2 separate regions of the Mus musculus genome follow, and region 1 is linked to region 2. Evidence: chromatin contacts called from public Hi-C data. All regions are on one chromosome and are shown on one strand. The core of a region is the stretch at or near the end of the contact, and the rest is flanking DNA. Distances in the headings are between cores, read along the strand shown.

The links. Hi-C and Micro-C count contacts between places; a contact is called where the count stands out from the background.
Region 1: a Hi-C map of cerebral cortex shows a contact between it and region 2, with 4 times the contacts expected there. The contact joins two enhancer-like sites. A contact is called at or near these places in 2 of 15 datasets of contacts at CTCF or cohesin (the NIH/3T3 cell line and large pre-B cells), 20 of 484 Hi-C or Micro-C datasets (B cells, the G1E-ER4 cell line, LSK cells and 12 more), 10 of 115 datasets of contacts at active chromatin or transcription factors (SST interneurons, T-cell acute lymphoblastic leukemia, VIP interneurons and 7 more) and 1 of 9 other capture datasets (embryonic stem cells).

The regions. Positions count from the first base shown.
Region 1 is chr14:64,529,799-64,534,378 of GRCm38.p6, forward strand. No RefSeq gene overlaps it. Among named protein-coding and RNA genes, the nearest start is that of Mir124a-1hg, 56 kb to the right of the region's middle. Within about 2 kb of position 1,518, at least 10 of the 459 cell types and tissues checked have an H3K27ac peak or open chromatin away from gene starts, as enhancers often do. A contact at or near this core is called in cerebral cortex, where this site is marked.
Region 2 is chr14:64,199,205-64,203,753 of GRCm38.p6, forward strand. All of the region lies in intron 5 of Msra (methionine sulfoxide reductase A), which reads right to left. Gm52129 (a long non-coding RNA gene) reads left to right here and starts at 149. Exons shown (of 3, transcript XR_003951176.1): 1 at 149-1,191; 2 at 1,814-1,950; 3 at 3,952-4,549. Within about 2 kb of position 2,812, at least 38 of the 459 cell types and tissues checked have an H3K27ac peak or open chromatin away from gene starts, as enhancers often do. A contact at or near this core is called in cerebral cortex, where this site is marked.

The DNA.
Region 1 (4,580 bases), core at 268-2,767, 330 kb after region 2:
CAAAAACATGGGATTTGCCATTCAGCTGAGCTGAGGTAGACCCCAGAAGACAGAATGTGTATAGTAGACCTTAGGTTACCTTCTACATGCACTGGGTCATTTGTTCCCAGTAAGCAGACTCAGTGTTGTTCCCATCATGAAAACCAAAATCAGTAAATCCTCCCAAACAGATACCACAACTTTCTCAGACTCAACTTCCCTTCCCTGGAGAGCAGAGGTACCACCTCAGCCACAGCTGGTGGCGGCACACACCTACCCCTATCTGATGGGACCCTTCTCCATCCCAGAGAGCAGGCAGTGTGGCCACAAATCCTTCATGTCCAGGTCAACTTTGAACTGAGCTTCTGTCACGCTGGATTTTGCTTGTGAAACACAAACAGGGTGAGACTTCTCTAGAAATGGCTTCCCTTTGTGAACTTCCGTGAAGCATATTCACACATCGACCGCAGGACATGTGTAGTGGGGTGTCAAAAGGACTCCCTGATGAAGCTTAGCTTCAGCACAGACCCTTCCAAGGTCTATCTTTCTGACGTCTTGTTAACAAGCCTCCAAGAAACAACGTGAGCCTTCCCAATCCTGCCCTTCACTCATTCCCTCAGTCCCATTGTTTCTTACCCTTGGTTTGAAGGAAGCCCAGTGTCCTAGGTCCTACTACGCCTTGAGAACCAACAGAATCACATTAGTACGACCAAACTTCAAGACTAGACTAAGGCTGTGCCTCACAGCTCACAGCCTGCTCAGTAGTGTCTTTTATTTGGGACAATACTCCTTTTCAAACCTCTTAATGGCAGATTTCTGCTGCCTTCCCTTTCAGTGACTTTTGCTGTGATGAAATACCCAAGCAAAGCAAGCCATGGGAGCAGAGCCACGTTGGAGCCTACAGCCCAGAGACTGCAGTCACCTTGGGCAAAGCATCCTAGCAGCAAGAACTGTTGAGGACCTAACCCTGCTCTTTGCAGATAAGCGGCAGAAAAGGAATTTGCAGAACAGGGGAACAGGAAATAGTGGAGAAACCCAGGAAGGGTCCAGGGCAAGACACAGCCCCAAGTATAAGCCACATCTCCTCAAGTTTCTACCACTTCCCAAAGTAGCATCTGTCACAGGAAGTGTTCAGGATGCACTCAAAACGCAAGCCTGTGGGGAGATTTTATAACCGCAACATGTTTTATTATTATTATTATTATTATTATTATTATTATTATTGTACATCTTTGTAAAGTGCAATGTGATACTTCAGTATACAAATACAATGTGTAGCAAAATTCAGATCAAGGTTATCCGAATATCCCTTCCCCTCAGACACTTATCACTTCTTTGTGTTGAACCCACTCAAAATCCTCTCCACTGGCTACTTTGAAACATTCACTGAATTGTTAACATAGTTACCCTGCTGTGCTATAGAACACCAAAACTTATCCCTCCTGCCCAATTGTCTCTTCTTCCTCCCCCCTAGCCGTCCTCTTTCCCAGCCCCTCAGAGCTGCAATTCTATTCTATCCTTCTGTGAAATCACCTTAAAGAGTCTATATCTAAGTGAGAACATGTGGGGTTTTTGTCTTTCCGAGCCTGGCTCATTCACTTAACACAATGCCTCCAGAAATCTGAGCCACAGATTTCTTTAAGTGAAATCTCACCCAAAAGTCCGAAAACAGCTTTTAAAAATAGAGCCTTTTTTCGTTTCTCAGACCTCTAAAAATATTTTAAATGAGAACTTAGAACTGGTTGGATAGTACTGAGTGCCCACGAGCCTCATCCAGACTCTGTTTGATCCTTCACTGAAGGGTGAGGTCTTAACACTGGGCTGAGAGAGCCTAAGGCTTGGTGAGCACAGTTTAAAAAAACGGCTACTCATTAAAGATATTGGAAAGCTAGGGGCAAGAATAGCAATGAGGGGCTTCTGTAACTGCTCAGATCAGATAAGAGACAGGAAGACCTGAGCCAGCCTTACACATGCTTTGAGACTCAAACTCACTAGGACAGATTGGGTGTGGGAGTCACAAGAGAGGACAAAGATACCTCTGATGTTTTCCAAGCTTGTATGATGAAGAAAATTAAGTTGCCACCCATAGAACGGGCTCTCAGGAAGACAAGAAACTTATCTACCCCAGTTCAGGGCATGCTGTGCATTTTGTTTGCTCTAGTTTAGCTAATCTCTCTTTAAAGCATCCTAAGTGTGTGTCTATCCTGGATAGGAGGTCGCTTCCCAGAAGGAAACCAGGACCAAACAATGGCCCTATCATTCCTCATGAGTGAACAGCCAGGAGACACAAAATACAAAAATACATGCCAACTTGCAAGGGAGTGAGACTCTAGGCCACGAGGTCTACCTTCCCCATAGTCATAGGCAAATGGTCAAGTTCATTCTTCCAAATGAAAAGGATTTCTCTCTGCAGGCTAAGCAGTTCCCTAGACATGGACTGGCAGCATCAGCACCAGGCTGAGTGCTGTCAGATCAGATAGTTAGCAGATGTTGAGTGAGGGCCTACTACATCGGGGTAAGCCTAGAGAAGTGAAATCACTGGCTCCCCTTAGCATTCAGCCATCCGAAGCACTTAGATGGGGTGATACAGGCACCGTGTGTTCTACTGAGTGGGTCCATTTGTTTATCTCTGAGTGGCTCACAGTCAGTGACTTCAGGCAGCTATGACCAGGGACTCTGTGCTCCATGACCCAAGCTGGATACACTTGGCTGCCACCGTTCCAAAGCTGCTCCAGGAAGTTCTTCTGGTGCCAATCTTCTTTCTCCCTCTGTTTGTCACTGGATCACCAGGGAAGGCAGATGGTGCCCTGCAAACACATCTATAAACCAGGCAAATGTGACTTGTGTTGATAATGGAAAGCCAACATCGGGCACAGCATCACCAGGGACCGCTCAGTGGATGGGAGTGGAAAGGAAAACAAACTTCTGCTCACCCCAGAAGAAACACCTTCGGTGACTAAATGCAGTAAGCAGATTCTGTGCACCGAGGTCTGAAGCTCCCATCCGCCGCCATCAGCTGTACCCTAGTTTCCTCCTCTCTCCAAGGGGAATACAATGAGTCCCTCCTAAGCTGAGTACAAGTGTAAAGAAAGAGGTGCATGGGAGTATCAATGCATCCCCGATAAGTATGGCAGACTTTAGATCCCGTTCCACCAAGGAGTAGACTACCAGGGCTTAAGAGGCTCCTTATCACATGATTCTTCACCTAGAATTTCAACTCCCTGGTCAGTTATAATGGGGCTCAGTATGGGTTTGGGAATTTCTGTTGACACAGGGTCTCACTCTCTAGCCCTGGATGACCTATAATTCACCATGTAGACCAGGCTGGCCCCCAACTCCAGAGATCCACCTGCCTCTGCTCTAGGTGCTGAGATTAAAGGACCATGTCCCCACACAGTCCTGGACAAGACTATTGTGCTTATTTACTCTAAAGTCACTTTTATGTCTCAGATGGCAGTAGAGAGCCTTGCATCTCCATCATTCAGTCTCCCTACCAGAGTTCACAGGGCACCTCTACATCGAAAATATCATTCTCCATGGTGAGGAATTCTAACCCACATCCACTGTAGCCAGGCTCCCAGAGACCCCGGGAGAGGGACACTGACCAGGCCCTATACACTCATGGACCCAGAGTTTCTTTTTCTCTGCCTCTGGGATTATCTAAGGGATTGGAAGATTTTTAAACCACTCCAAGCCGCTTGACTGCGCATGACGCCAGGCCTGCTGCAAAAAACAGACCCTGCCAAGCAGGGTGCTGCTTACCAAAACAAGATCTTTTTAATCTTTTTCTTTCCATTTCCACTTTATTTCCTAACCAAGAAGTGCACAATCCCAAGAGGAAAAATCAGCTCTCCCTTCTCTCTCCATCTCTCTCTGTTTGTCTCCAACCCTCCCCTGAGCATCTCCCTCAGCCTCCTTCTTGCCCTCCCATCTCTCTCTCCTCTTTCCCCACCCCCTCTAGCTTTTATCATTTTAAGCTGCGCGCATGCCATTCTTCAGGGGATTAAAGTCAAATTTAGTCTTCTGCAATTGTTATTACCTACCCCTTGGCTTATGAGATGCATTTGCCTGCATTTGTAATGCATCAATAACTTCCACTCTCCTCCACTGGAAAACAATGCATTATATTAAATAGCCTGTGTCTAGCCTTGTATTGAAACAGACGATAAATTAGGACTTCCAGCTCTTGGTTTTTTACTGATTCCTAAACCTGCCAGTTACATGCCTGTCCGCCCCGCTGAACATTCTCTCTGAAGCTGAGAATGCACAAAGCCCTTGTTCACCGGGCCTCCTGTCTCCATCACTCCTGCCGGCTGTCTGTTTCACACCACCAAGCAGATTGTAATTGGCAGGATGAGGTGCAGAAATAGGCAATGGTTTGAATATGCGGTTTTCAGCACACACAATCTCTCTCTCTCTCTCTCTCTCTCTCTCTCTCTCTCTCTCTCTCTCTCTCTCTCTCTCTCCCTTCCTCCCTCCTTCCCTCCCCCTTTTTAAAACACACACACACACAGAGTCTGTCTTACAATATTTTACAGACTTAGGAACTTGGCATGTGAAGATTCTGATGAGAATCGCCTGAGTACTGCAGCCCTCGGGTT
Region 2 (4,549 bases), core at 1,562-4,061:
GTGGCTGAACCCCATTGAGGGCCCCCCTCTTAGAGTGGAGCTTATCTAACTTGTCTGTGTGGCTCAGCCCAACACTGTCTTCTTTCTCAGTCACTGGCTCATTTACAATAGGTATTGAGTTAGGAATGGCAAGTATAAGACACCCAGGTGGTGGTTTTCATTAGTGATATCATAAGGAAGACCAGAGAGGAACTGTGTGGCCAAATTCCAGATCAGGTTTTGGGGTCACAGGGTCAGGACAGGATAATCACAGCTCTGAAGCCAGCAGTGGTTCCAACTGCCTGGGTACATTTGGAGATGGCTCCAGTGTGTGAGTGTGGGGGATGACTTTGCAAACCATCCCTTTGCCAGGAGCTTACTGCAGTAAAACTCAGCCCTCTTCTAACCTGGCACTGCACCACCAATAGGATCTGGGAGCTGAATTCAGGCCCCTGAATTCACAGCCATGGTGCTGAGAGCAATAGGGGCCATCTCTGATTTTGAATCCCAGTTTTACAAAGTACTACAGCCCAGAGCAGACATCAGCCCACTCTGCAGAGCACAACCACCTTTGTCCTTCACTGGCCTGCCTCCCACTTGAGGCAGAAATGAATGACCTTGACCTCAGCTCCAACCCGCCAGTGCAGTGCACACAGCTCAAGTGGGGTCCTCGTGGCCACCATGGGTGACTGTGCTCACGGCCCAGCTGCTCACTGGCAGGGCTGCAGGGCGCAGGACCTGACACTGCGGGCCTTTTCTCCCTCCTCCACTAGCAGCCAGTGGGCGGGCTTGCTCCGCCAGCTGCCATGGCAACGGGAAGATGGCTCTGTGGTGCCCAGAACAGATGTCACATGGGCCGCTGTGCTTGTGTTGGGGGTGGGGAGCTTGGGGGGGGGGGGGCACCAGGGGAGGGGCTGCGCCTTTGGAGTTAAATGGCCCCACCAGAGGGAGTAAGTCACATTTGGAAGGGAGTGCAGAGCAGTAGAATCTATTTTCTTTCTTGTCCCCGTCCTTTAAGTGCACTAAACGTACATGCACAAACACAAATGGCCTTTCATCTCCGCTCCTGAGGTGCTGGAGGCTCGCAGCTTTCTGGGCGGACATGAAAGCTGTTATCTCTCCAAGCCTCAAATGAACAGTGCCTCGGTGGCCCAACCTTGAGCAGGCAGCCCTCTGTTGTCTTTAAGGGACTGGCCGGGAGGCTCCATTCGGGTGAGTCCAAGGAACCTAGAATCATGCAGAGCAGAGACCAATCAAGGGGAAATTGAAAGGCAAACACACTGGGTTCTGTGGGCAACGACAAACCCAGCTCCAGGCTCCATACGCTTGCCGCTGAAATGAAAGAGTCCCTATGTCCCCTTCCTCCTCCCCATGGGGTCTCTGATCATATCACGCCAAAGGCCATTTTATACAGACTAAACTGGGGCAAGGCTTATAAATCTACCTGTCTGAACGCAAAGGCTCTTTGTCCCTGGAATAGATCTATCCTGGTCCGACTGCTGTATTAAAAAATTTCCACTGCTTTCCATTTCTCCTATACAGAACTGATATATATATATATATATATATATATATATATATATATATATATATACATTAATATGACAAATCCATATTCATTGGTAAGATAAGATATTATGTGAATACTAGGAAAATGCCAGGCATCAGTGGCCTATTTTCCTCTCTGAGACTCCAACCTCAGACCATGGGAACTTGGAGACAAGGGGGTGAAGGTATAGGTGCTATCTTAATCAGATGCATGACAGTCATTGCATGTGTGGGAGGATGGGGAAATGCTACATATAGTTATGTTGCACTGGGGTTTAATTCACAGGACCGGCGTGCTCAGAGCGGCTGCTTTGTGCCAAGGAATGCCACAGGGAAGAGGGGGAGGTGAGCAAAGCCAAGAAGATCTCATTCATCACCAAGAGGCAGAAACAGCACAGAAACTCTTATAATGGGTCTGATGAAGTGAGTGTTGCAAGCAAAGCATTATGGGAATGTGGAGAGGCAGGCTCTGAGAGAGGTGTCCTGGGGTGTGAAGAGACAAGTAGGAAGAATCTGGAATTGACAGAGCACCTGTGCTGTGACAGACATGTTATATACACAGCACACCGGATGGATCACAGAACTCCCTAAGAGGCAGTCACTGTTTTTATGTCTTTTTTTTTTTTTTTTTTAAATCAGGAAACCCATGCTTAGAGTGGTTTACAGTCCAAGGTCATTCACCAAGGACACAGCCATGCTGCCCTGTGTTTCTGCCTACAGACCGACAGAAGACGCAGCCCAGCACAGAACGCAGCTGCAAGCGTATCTGTCATTTTCTGATCTTCACTTAAACGGCAAGGTTCAGAGATCATGGGTTTCAAACAGTCCCTGCAGCTTACCTAACACACGTAAACACATAGCAATTAAAAGAAAAAGAATCGTTCATCTGGATGTAGCCAAAAATCTTCTCATGGATTACAATGGGTGCTACTGGGACTTTTCCATGTTCTTGAAAGATGAGTGGGGGTGGCCCCACAAACTGTATTCATTCATTTAAGCATCACCCTATGTTACTAGGGGGGTTTTTGTGTCTATACACAAAATGACCCATCTCCCAGCCCAGAAAGATTGCTGTATTTTAACAACAATCTGGCCTGCACCTGAGATCCTCAGGCATTTGTGGTTCACCTGAATGAAAAGCAATGATCAAGTGTGAATGATTGCCTGACAGTGCCCAGTTCTGTGCAGCTCTGGGAAGCTGCCCCTGCAAGCCAAAGTCCCCCACAGAAGACTAGCTTCCTTGACACTGCAGTGAAAGTCAACAACCACCAGGGGGCAGTAACACAAACCAGATATTTTTCCTCCGGGCCTGAATGTGGATGTGCCCGGTTTAATGCGTAAAGCCCATTATTACAAGCCTTTCCTCTCCCCACCCCCTATTAATGAACAAATGCCCAGGGGTAATGCAGAGATTTCTAAATACAGTGCAAGAAAGGGCAATCTGTACTCATACACAGGGAGTCTAACATGCAGTAATAAGTGGAAATGAAAATAATCAAGATGCAAGTGAGCCATTAGGCTAAAGAGCTAGCCCTCTGTCTGGCTGCAAACACAGAAATGCAGATGCCTGGCTCGCAGAAACGGGCATTTTAAAAATATTTATTTCACAAGTTCCTATTTAGAGTTCATAATACTATCCATAATTACAACCTCCGAGCTCCAAGAGGGGGTCTAACAAGAATTCCATATCTAGTATAGAGCACAGAGAGGGATGGTTCTCTCAGCCTAAGGTAAATGCATGAATTATTCAGGAACTTCCATGGGCATTTTAAATCATAACTTTGTGCTGTAAACAATAGCACACGTTAAAAAAAAAAAAGGTAAAAAGATGAAGAGCTGTCTAATCTCCAAGCCATAAAACAGCTACTGACACCCACAGTCTCCTAATGGTTGCTGTAGCGTTCCATAGGAATCCGTTGGCGTACTTACAGGTTTTAAACATAGCAGCAGAGAGAATATAATAACACGGAACCTACTTCTTCCCTGGGAACAAAGAATCCGGGATGATTCTGCCATTTTCGTGACAAAGGGAAGATTACGCAGTCCTTTCTTTTAAGTTGTTTGGAATTTGGGGCCTGTGGAAAAGGTGACAAGGCCACTGCTAGCAGCCTAGTCTCCGGAGTCACCCCATCACATCCCAATATTCATAACCTGATAGATTACACAGCTATTATCCACGCAACATGGCTGAAACACACGTGGAATTCTGAGTCAACTGACCATAACCCTCTACATTTTCTATTGAGGTTGTTCTGGGAATGAAAATGTACCCCTCTGGGCTTCAGTTTCCTAGCAACAGAGGTAGGAGAACAGATCTTGCCCTATGCCCTTGTGTGGTGTGAAGGTCATTCGGCATAATGGGAGGGAAAAATGTTAAGAACCCTTGAGATTTATGAAGACTCTCAGTGTGTGTCTTCTCTCCAGTTCACAGGAGGAACTGGAGCTGCAGAGACGAATCCAAGGTCACGTAGGTGAAGCCAGAGCCAGGGCCCCAGCTGGCTCTTCTCATCCAAGGCTATGATTCTTCCCTTCCCTCCTCGGAGCTGAGCACACACAACACAGCTGTCTCAGTCTGCTCTGGAAAAATACCTCAGACTGGAGGCACACAGCAGGACTGTGGACTTTGGTAAAGGGCAAAGTATAGCAAGGCAGGTTGTATTGCAAGGCCCCTTCTCCTGCCTCGTAGATGTTTAGGTTGTGTTTACACATCTTCCCTGAACACAGGAGTAAAAACAGAAAGTAGCCCCCTGGTGCCTACTGCCTTTTCTTCTAAGGACGAAAATCCCTCCGTGGGAGCTCTATCAGTATGACCTCATCTAACCCAAATTACCCAGATCAAAAACCATCACACTAGGGGAGGAGAAGGCTTTAGCAGAGGAGGTTCAATGGAGAAATCCCAGAAATATTCAGCCCATAATAAAAGACAATATGACGGACTTGTTCATCTCCCCATCTCTTTAATTTAGGTCAACAAATATTCGCAGGGCATGTGCTAGGAGCCAAGCACAGTTGCAGGCACTGT